Regions from separate parts of the Nothobranchius furzeri genome. Here region 1 is linked to region 2. A link is a contact called in public Micro-C data. All regions are on one chromosome and are shown on one strand. Each heading gives the region's core, a stretch centred on a gene start, on an enhancer-like site or on the middle of the called end of the contact. The rest is flanking DNA. Distances are from core to core; before and after follow the strand shown. Region 1 holds the start of dnaja3a (DnaJ heat shock protein family (Hsp40) member A3a). Region 2 overlaps coro7 (coronin 7).

Region 1 (5,085 bases), core at 2,552-5,051, 140 kb before region 2:
TGATGAAGATCTCCTTCTTTCCAACAGGCATTCTGACTGTCTGACCGTCCTCCACCCCTAAAGCAAAAATAAATCATAAAGTTTATATTTTTACTGGCCTGGAATCACAGGACTAAATCACAAGTGTGACTGATGCTAGAGAAAATTAAACACGACTTCTGAGTTATCTGGATAAAAGGCAGCAAACAGGAAGAAACCCAACGAGCTATAGAAGAAGGCAGAGGCTATGCAGATCCAGTTAGATAATCCTGGTAAACAACTGCACCAAACACAGGGTATCTGCAGGTTTAAGGGAGCCAAATTTAAGACTTTTTAAGACCTTTTTTAAGGCCACTTTGACAAAATTTAAGCTAGTAGTCATCTTCCTCCGCTTATCCGGGTCCGGGTCGCGGGGGCAGCATCCCAACTAGGGAGCTCCAGACTGTCCTCTCCCCGGCCACCTCCACCAGCTCCTCCGGCAGGACCCCAAGGTGTTCCCGGACCAGATTGGAGATGTAACCTCTCCAACGTGTCCTGGGTCGACCCGGGGGCCTCCTGCCGGCAGGAAATGCCCGAAACACCTCCCCGGGGAGGCGTCCAGGAGGCATCCTGACCAGATGCCCAAACCACCTCAACTGACTCCTTTCCATCCAGATCCAAATTTAAGCTATTTGTTAAATTAATTTTAAGCTATAATTTCCGGCTATTGCCTGGAACCGGTGCTAACCACGTCGCGAACGTGGGATTAGCCATCCAGTTACCATTAAACTTGCACTTCTCCATGGCGCAAGCTCCCACTAGCTTAACCAGCTAACGTGCTCATCTAAAAATAGTCCCCTTTCACAACCAACTGAATGTGTACGGTTCCGCTTACGCCAACATCGTACACAAAAAATGCTGAAATTCACGAAAATGTCATAGAAATGAAATAATCTAGTTTATTGGATCTTTGGTAATTTAAGACCTTTGGAAACTGTATTTAAGGATTATTTGTCATTTTTAAGGATTTTCAAGGCCTTAAATTTGGAAAAGTAAATTTAAGACTTTTTAAAGACCCGCGGATACCCTGCAAACATTTACACATTATTTAGCTAAGATGTAGTTCTAATACCTTTGAGAGATCTCCCTAAAATAATCACACAAAAAATACTGACTGATTAAAGACATTTACCAAAACATGCATAATGTAGTGTAGCTGCAGCACAAAAGGCTGCAACTTTATGAAATTATTCCAGGAAGAAAACCAATTTGTTACACAACCTGATACATCTTCCTTTGTAGAGCTGTATTTAAAGATCATTTTAAATATTGAGTAAAACAATTAAATTTTAAATAAGGATGCACTAACACCAGATACTTTCAAACCGAGTACGAGTACTCACTTTTGAGTATTTGATGATAACGAGTACCGATATGAGGACAAATAAATGGCACTACACTCCTTGCAAATAAATTTAAATGGTTGTATTTTCATGAAGATTTCTAGAAATTGCTCACTCAATCAGTGTTTTAGGCTTTTATAGAAATGCGCTTTAGTAGCGATGACAGAATCTCTCGTACGCAGGACGGCAGCACATGGGTCAGTTTCAGGGCACCCACACAAACAAAGCCCATCTGGGGGGTTTACCAGCTCATTTTAGGATATTAGGAAAACCCAACCAAACAGACCTGCAGGTACCGGAACCATCACCATCTTCCTCTGCTTGGTTTGCCCGGAGCCCCGACAGAAGGTGCAGGGCGTAGAGACGACTGACCCTTTGCCACCACAGCGACGGCACGTGGACCGCATCACAAACGGGCCGGTGTTTATGGTCTCCTAACAGACGGATAGCACGTGTTTAGAAATGCGTTTTACATTATGACAACAAAGTGTGAGAGTCCCTACCATGCCGGAGCCGTTGCAGTGGTTACAGTGCTGAACCTTGGTGCCCGGCTCATGGCCTTTACCGTCACAGCGCGGGCACGTCAAATCTATGTTGATAGGCAACTCCTTGTTGACTCCCTTTGCAGCCTGAGTGAATGTCAGCTCCATCATATACTGCAAAAATCAGAACAAGTCAGTGAACAACCACGCTAAATGATACACCTCTATTTTCCTTTACCCACATCCCTCTAACCTCTTGTGGCTGATCAAACATGGAGTTGATGTCTCCAAAGCCTCGGCCTCCGGAAAATTCTCCAAAGATTTTGCGGAAAAGCTCCTCTGGGTCCATGTGGCTGGCCTGTCCTCTCCAGTATTGCTGCCCTCCTCCTGCCTGACCAGCATCAAACCCTGCTGAGCCATAAGTGTCGTACTGCTTCCTCTTCCCTTCATCACTAAGAACCTGCAAGGACCAAAGGGCAAGGGTTAAAAAAAGATATTCATTCATTTTAAGAAAACTCCAGTTCATGTGTCTGCAAGCCTGAAGTCAAACCTCATATGCCTCAGCCAGTTGAGCAAATTTTTCTTTAGCTTGTGGATCCTCTTTGTTGGTGTCAGGGTGGTACTTTTTGGCCATCTAGTTTACACAGAAAACAACGTCAATGACTGAGATAGCAGACCAGCTAAAGGTCGCTCAGGCAGGAACGGACCTGATAGTACGCTTTCTTTATCTCTTTCTGAGTTGCGGTGCGAGGTACCCCAAGAACCTGGTAGAAGTCTTGCTTGCTGCTCCAAGGGACACTTGTGTGGAAGGACGCTGTGTATACGGCGTGGGTGGGTTTGAGGCCTGAAAGGTGTCCAACAGAGTGAGAGGGTAAGTACAGTGCTGTAGCTGAAGCTGTTAGGTTAGTTATGGAGAAACCCTAATAAGGTCCATCTCGGTCTCAAATGCTGTGAGTCTGATTATTTATTATGATAAAATACACTTATGAAACAACAACTAACGACTTTATACTTTGCTTTGAACGTCATCTTGATCAAAAGTTCTTCAGGTATCCAAAGATGATCAGGACAAAGCATCCCTCAGGACCCGTGTCTGGTCAGAGAGAGTTCAACTGTAGTAATTTTCTTTTGTTTAAGCACACCGTGGTGGGTGGACTGAAGAAAAGGGTAAAACAGCCTAAAAGGGTAAAACTGCCTCCGTCTAAGACTTCAATTACAACAGTCAGGAAGTAAAGTAGCAGGAAATGAGGAATGGATTAGATTTTTAACACATTACTGTACATAACCAGCTAGGACGCGCCGTCACTAGTGCTGGTGGCACTGTGGCAACTCTAAATCATTACACTAGATACACGTTGGTATTAACATAAATACTTATCTTGGAAGCTATTATTGTTACATGGCTAAACTGTAAATCATATCAAAGGTGGAGGTAGTCAACGAAATAAAAACAAAAAGCACAATTAAATATTAGAAATGACCTGCACCAGATCACCCAGTCAGAAAGTAGTGACCTGATTACATGTCGTTTAAACAACATGCTTAATGCGCTTTTGAGTGAATATGTGAGTGTTATAAACTTAAAACACCACTACAGAGATTTTGGGCTAATATAGGTTAACTTTGAAGTAGTTGTTTTAGTTTTACGTCGTTTCAGAAAGGAGTTGCAGCTTTAGCCTAGCCTAGCTTAGCCTTGGCAGAGATACACCACCTGACAGCCCTCTCAATGTCAACGCTTTTCCTTCTTCGCCGCACAACTGGCCCCTTCCGCGGCACAGGTACCCCTCTCCCAGGGTAGAAAACCGCCGGAACCCCACATTATCAGAGGATAAAAGGGAACCGGCTGCCCTTCGAGGTCCAGAGGACACGACGGATGTAATCCAACGTGAGGAACAGATAGCAGCTGAAGACGCCATCGTTCTCACCGGCTCTAGATACACTGCGCATGCCCAAGACGGAGAGGGCGTTACTGCGCTCTGAGTAAAATAGTAACTTTTATATAATTTTTAATTGTTTATTTTTAAACACTCCAAACATAATGAATAAAAGTAAAAACAGACACAACTAAATTCAATTATTAATTATTTGGTTTCAGAATCAGCTGACAAGTAATCAGTGATGCAACTGATTTATGTTCCGGGGTTGCACGTGACAGAGAACCGTATCGTTTTGGTTAGCTGAGGAAAGTCTCCGCCCAATCGGACAGCTCGGAAAGTCAAAGCGAGCAAACACTGCGCGGCAAACCTGAAGCTGTCAGCTGCAACTGGAGCACAGTGCAGTATCACCAACCCGCTCGACTGAGACACCCGGAAGGCACCAAAGTCAGTTTGAGAGGGCAAGATGAATCGGTTTAAGACCTCCAAATTCAAAAACACCACTCCGAGAATAGCCAAGAAAGATGTAAGTAGCGCACTAGCAGGTAGATAAAAAGCTCTCCTAGCTAACACCCTATCACAGGTAAAAAGCAGAGCTACTTTGGGAAACGCCTGTCCGCTAAGGGATGTTGCACTTCCTGCATCTGGAAGCCCAAAACAAGGAGACAGCACGAGAATATAAAACACATTTTCTACCACATTACCTAATAAAGGAATGGAAGAGCTAGCATAAATAGGGATGTATGTTAATTTACACCTATTACACGTCTATTACTAATGTTAATTTATCCTCTGCTTTCTGTGCTCGTTTAGATTTTTTATGGTTTGCTGGGAATCAGAGAGAAAGACAGAATTAAAAAAATGTTGGATGCTATCAGCTGGAATGGCTGCTAGACAACAATTGTTGCAAGAGTCGACGTGTCTGGACCACATTTCAAACGTCTTGCATACAAATCTGTTTGTCTCTCTTCGTTCAGTTCAAAGTTACAGAGCACGCAGCTTCCTTTTACTTTGTCTTTTACGTAACTCCTGCATCCACTGGCGGACGTGGAGGTGGTGCCTTGCTCCTGTGAATGTTAAACCTGCACTTGAGTTGGCCGTGCTGTTGCAGTCACCGTGACTGAGTCACGTGTTATCGTTTCAAACACTGCACGAGTGAAAATAGGACACGAGGCAGAGTCAGTGACCAGGCACAGGGGAGGAAGGAGAGACTTTTAAGCAAGGTAAAGAGGAATATCTTTGTCCTCAGATGTCCTTCCACTCGTCTTTTGATGCTCCTGTTGCTAAATCACTTTCTAAATATGAGCGAGTGCGTTACAGTTAAACCCAAAACTCAGCGAGTTAAATAATTAAACTAGTAGTTGTAGA
Region 2 (5,164 bases), core at 2,654-5,153:
ATAACTTGGATGAACTAGCATGTCAGTAGAAATGTCAAATACTTGCTGTAAAAAGTATTTTGTGTTTCAGTGGATTTTACAAGTAAAAATGTGATATTTAGACTCATGTGAGTCTTGCTTCCTTGTTTCAGCTCATAAATACTTTAAAGACATTTGTGGTAATCCAAAGACTATTTTACAGCCACGGCTTTAGTCTCACCCAGGACCAGAGCGCTCCCGCTGACACTTTGATACCACTGGACAAGCTGCAGGTCTGCAGCCTGTGGAGTAGGGGGGGTGGGGGGGTGTTGATAAGGTGTCCTGATGGAGTTAAGCTGACCCTTCACCCTGCTACTCTCACTCCCTCTGACTGGGATTGCATAATCCTGGAACCATCAGCGAGACGAGTTTGATGATGAAGAGCGAATTATTTGCCCACTTTTTCTGTATCTGGTGAAGCCTGAGTGTGACTGTCAGATACAGTCTTAATTATTCATAACCCGTCTCCTTCCTGTCTATCTGATCCTTTTTCTGTCTCTCTGCCTGTCATCTGGAGCTCATTTTCATGTCCGCTGTGTGTTTTTATTATTAAGTCCAGCCAAGTTTAAGGTCACGATCTGAAACGGCAGAGAAAGGTCCCTTTGACTGATACTGATCAGGTCATAACCCTATACCTCTACAGGCTGCCTCCACCAGCTCCGTGCATACCACGTGTAACACTCCTCTGTGTGATCTGGCCCTGAAAGTGCTCACCAAGCCCCCACAATGCGGGTGAAAAATTGAGTCCAAAGCGGAAGTGACAAAAATTGCAGTTCCACCCTCATCCGCTGGGGGCTGGTGTCAGAAGCGAGCAAATCCTCATTGACTCCCATGTTAAAAATACCAATTTCACAGCAGAAATAAACATGTTTACAGTCTGGTTCCAAAACATGTTTTAGGTTTGATAGATCTAGTTTACATTCATGACAACTCTGAGGGGGTAGAATTTTTTTCTCACTCTTCTGTTTAAGTGTATTAAAAGCCTAAAATTCTGTATAATTAATGAGCATCAGACCCACGTGACCACAGAGCTAGCTCCGTGGAAAGGCCTCAGTAGAGCCTCGGTCTGGCCTGGAAACTGCTCCGGGATTTTGAGTCTGTGTGTTTGTGTATTCTTTTTTGGATATTTTTTGTGCAATTGTTGGACAAAATGACTTGCTGTGGCATTAATTGCACTAATAGAGCGTCCAAGGAGTCTCCACTTCATTTTTTTCGGTAAGTAAAATTATATTTATGTATTTTAGGTCACTGCCGAGCTGAGCTTAGATTTTAACATGTACTGTTTAACCATGAAATTTAAATGTAATAGGGTAAAACCCAGTGCATTTAACATAATGCTGCACTTTAGAAAATGGGTTGAAATATAACATGTTGGTGGAGCTGGGTTCCGACTATCGGCTTGTGGAGCTCTGGGATGGAAACCTTTCCACCCGGTTCTCCCCAGCGGCAGCTCTGCGCATCTCAGACCGCAGCGGCGCTTGTCTGCTCTGCGGCTGCCGGCTTGTGGAGGTCTTGGAGACCTCTGTGTTCCACCCGGTTTTACCCAGCAGTCAGCCCGGCGTAGCTCTGACTCAGAAGCTCTGGTGTTCCACAGAGTTAGCTCCGGTTGTAGCTAGGTTGCTACCTCCGTTAGCTTAGCTCCCACCTCCGCGTTAGCGTTGGGTTAGCTTCAGGTTAGCTAGTAGCTAGTTCGACCGGGTGTGGTCAGTTGATCCCAGCCTTACAGCCCCACCCTCAGCTCCTCCTCTCCTCCCTTTTGTGGAATTGTCTCGGCTTAACGGAACCTGTGACACGGTCAAAATGGCGGTGGCGGTGGTGGCCACCTCCCATTTTAGCACAAAAACGTGTTATTGGAGTCTATGGAAACCCATTGTCCAATATTTATATGTCGATGGTGCTCACACACAAGAGGACGCAGTGGTTTGGGGGCTTTTTCATAAAGAAATGTGATGCTGATGTATTTTATGGAGGAGTGGACCCCTTCTGTGTGTCCAGATGCCCAATTATATTTACCTCACCTCTTTAGATGTCTGTCATCCGCTTGTCCGTTGGTTCTGGCCCTCCGTTAGTCAGTTATTTCAGAGATTTACTCTTATCTAATACATTATTAAATGACAACAGCATCCTCATTTAGCTGATTGGTCTGAGACTCACAAACACAGATGTGCAGACGAGTAATTTACCCATCATATCTGCTGGTGCTGAAGGCTGCTGTCACGAGCAGAAGGTCATGTTAAGATGTTGGCTCTGGTCTGTATGAGGCGATGGCAGACGTTCTCCCTCTCTCTCTGGTTTATGTAAACTCTGCTATGAGCCGCGCTGCAGAAACTGGGAGGGGATTTCTGGATCATCACAGTGTTGGGGGAATCTGAAATGTCTCGGGACACCAGCAGATGGAGTTTACTTAGCAGCTACTGGTGTTTTCTCAGGTTCTTATTGTGCTACCAGACCGATCCTCTGGGTTCAGGGAACTATTTTAGTTATCTAGATGAGTGTGTGAGGCTGGACTCACTATGCTGTTTAAAGCTTTTTCTGAATGAAGTCCGAATGTTTTTCTTCTCATTCATACTGAGCCCATGCAAGCGAGAGCCGCATGAAGAACTTACAGCAGCAATAACGTGTTTCTGTTAAAATTACACACACGAGTGAGCCGCATCCTTAGCTCCCGCGTACATGTTTACACGAGCTTTAATGTGTGGGAAAAGCTGGCTGCAGGTGAGGTGGAGCATGAACAGTGACTGGGCTCTGCTACTATGTAGATGCTTGACTTGTTTCTCTCCTGCGAGAAAACCAGAGATAAGACCTCAGAGAGGTGGGGGGGTGGGGGGACGGGGACGGGACTGAGGTGCTTAGAGGCTTCCTGTGGACCAACTGGGACACAGGAATATGGACTGGACCTAATGAAGCGTGGCTGCCCCTCGCTGACTTCACAAGCCTGGGGGTAGGGGTGGGGGAAGGGGACTCAGGTCTGAGTCATGCCCACACGCTCACTGACCTCACACCAGGTGTAAGGCCAGCAGAGGAAGATCTGACTGCTTTACCTCACATTTCGCACCTGGCAGGACAAAAGGTTTAGGCCCGTTCACCTGTAGCGGAGTCACTAGAAGGACTAGTCTGTCAGCGTGTCCACACATCAGCTGCTGTCAGATTTGCTCATTCATTCATTCATTCATTCATACTCCGACACAAACAACACAACGTTCAATAATCCAGTTGGGATTTAAAACCTCCAGACAGTTCTGACCTCAGACATTTTTATAAACATTTGGGTTCGTTATATAAAACCATTCATTTATGAGCTTCTCCTGTAACGAGGTTTCTGTGATTATTACTGCACAAACACCAAAGGACCACTAAATAAATGTCTCTTACCACATGTGTAAATAAGCGGATTCATCTCTTCATTCTTTGTTTGGCTTTCCAGAAGCCAGACCTTCTAACTTGTGATCTTTCTCAGCTTGGTGGTGAAATGTATTCATTTTTATTTCCATACAGCTGCCTGACTCTTTTATAAACTATAAATCTGCGGTTTTATGTTAGGTGCGACTCAGGTTGTGTGAGCAAAAGATCTCCTGTTTCAGCACGCTGCTAATAACAAAGATGTGTTCTGTCGTTTGTCACCCATTGACAAACGCTGGCTCCGTCCTTAGCTTCAGGTGACTTTTGTACCTGAATGATTCATCGATGAATCATTTGTCAGCTGCAACTGTAAACAAAAACATTCCTGTGAAAATATTCAGACGGAAATGTAGAACTGACAATCAAACTTTTTGTTATTATCAACTGAGCCGTGGCGACAGAAAAGCGAACGGCTCTTGGTTTGTAACCGGTCAGATGAATTAATGACTCATTGTCACACGCTCTTCCCTTCGCCTGTGACATGTTTCGCTCTCTGGAAAGGCTGTGCGTGTCACCGTGAGCTTCAGCTAACGCTGCCAAACTAACCCTGTCATTATGTTGTCAAACGGGGAGCATTAGTCATGTTCTGTGTCCTTTTGGTCCCCCAGTCCCCTCCAGTTCGCCCTCCAGGTTTTCCTTTAGGTTTCCCTCATGTGTCCCCAAATCGTCTGTGCCCCTTTGGTCCCCAGCTCCCCATAGATTCCCTCTCTTTCGGTGCTGGTCTCTTATAGTTTCCCAAGTTGAAGATTTAGTGTTTTGTTTGTTCTGGTGTCTAATTTCAGATTTGTTAGTTCACTTATCTTTAGTTCTCTGTATATTTATATTATCTAGTTAGTATTTCCCTTTGGTACAATGTGTTCCTTCCCCTCTCTCCTGATCCCTTCAGCTCACACTCCACTCACACCTGTTACCTGTTTCCCTCTGTGTATAAAACCCTGTCTTGTCTCTCAGTATGTGTCGGTCCATTGTCTTTGTCAGTGCTATTCTGGCCCCCTCTAGAAACTCTAGGTCAGGGGTCCCCAATCCTGGTCCTGGAGGGGTGGTATCCAGCAGGTTTAGTGGTTTTTCTGCTCCAACAGACTTTATTCAGTGGTTGAAACACCTGTGCAGCAGCTCATCAGGCTCTGCAGAAACCTGTTAATTAGCTGCTGATTGAAATCAGGCGTGTTGAAACAGAGTTCAAACTAAAACATGCAGGATACCGGCCCTCCACGACCAGGATTGGGGTGCCCTGCTATAGGTTCTTGCTCATAAATGAGCTTTTGTTTTTGCCATTGTGTTTTCTAGACTTTAGGCTTGGCTTCCTGCCCGTTGGATATTCGCTCGTCATCCTAATGAAAATCCTTTTTATTTATTCAACCGCTCCTGCCCGAGTTGTTCTGGTATTCTGCATTTTGGGTCCAAACCTCCTGCTCTCAACGTGACAGCATTACGTCAGCGGGCGTCAGGCTCCAGTGCTGTTCCCTTAGAATAGCACCATTACACGAGGTCATCAGCGTGAGCCGATACCTGGAAGTGTCCCGGCCGGGCCCGGTTCTAGAAACCGCTCTGGAACACAAGGAGACACAAAACACATCAGAAAATAAGGCCCATTTCCGTCATTCCCGATGTGTGTGCAAATATTCCTTTGCTTTGGAAGTCCAGTTGTATATTTCCTTATTAAATCCCAGCCCTCGTAATTCACAAGGCAGCAGGTGACTCCGCTTGTTTAGACCTGCATAAAAGTCTGAAATGAAGCTGGGACAGC

Evidence for each region. A called contact is a pair of places that touch in the nucleus more often than the background predicts.
Region 1: a Micro-C map of tail fin shows a contact between it and region 2, with 7 times the contacts expected there. The contact joins the promoter of dnaja3a here to the enhancer-like site in region 2. A contact is called at or near these places in 2 of 2 Hi-C or Micro-C datasets (skeletal muscle and tail fin).

The regions. Positions count from the first base shown.
Region 1 is chr12:57,926,036-57,931,120 of NfurGRZ-RIMD1, reverse strand. dnaja3a (DnaJ heat shock protein family (Hsp40) member A3a) reads right to left here and starts at 3,801. Exons shown (of 11, transcript XM_015945583.3): 1 at 3,555-3,801; 2 at 2,551-2,687; 3 at 2,394-2,477; 4 at 2,097-2,303; 5 at 1,865-2,017; 6 at 1,648-1,795; 7 at 1-57. The coding sequence starts at 3,759. It overlaps coro7 (coronin 7), which reads left to right and starts at 4,064. Exons shown (of 28, transcript XM_015945575.3): 1 at 4,064-4,243. The coding sequence starts at 4,184.
Region 2 is chr12:57,787,285-57,792,448 of NfurGRZ-RIMD1, reverse strand. The region is part of intron 9 of coro7 (coronin 7); the gene reads left to right. Among protein-coding and RNA genes, the nearest start is that of pam16, 21 kb to the right of the region's middle. Within about 2 kb of position 3,903, at least 2 of the 3 cell types and tissues checked have an H3K27ac peak or open chromatin away from gene starts, as enhancers often do. A contact at or near this core is called in tail fin, where this site is marked.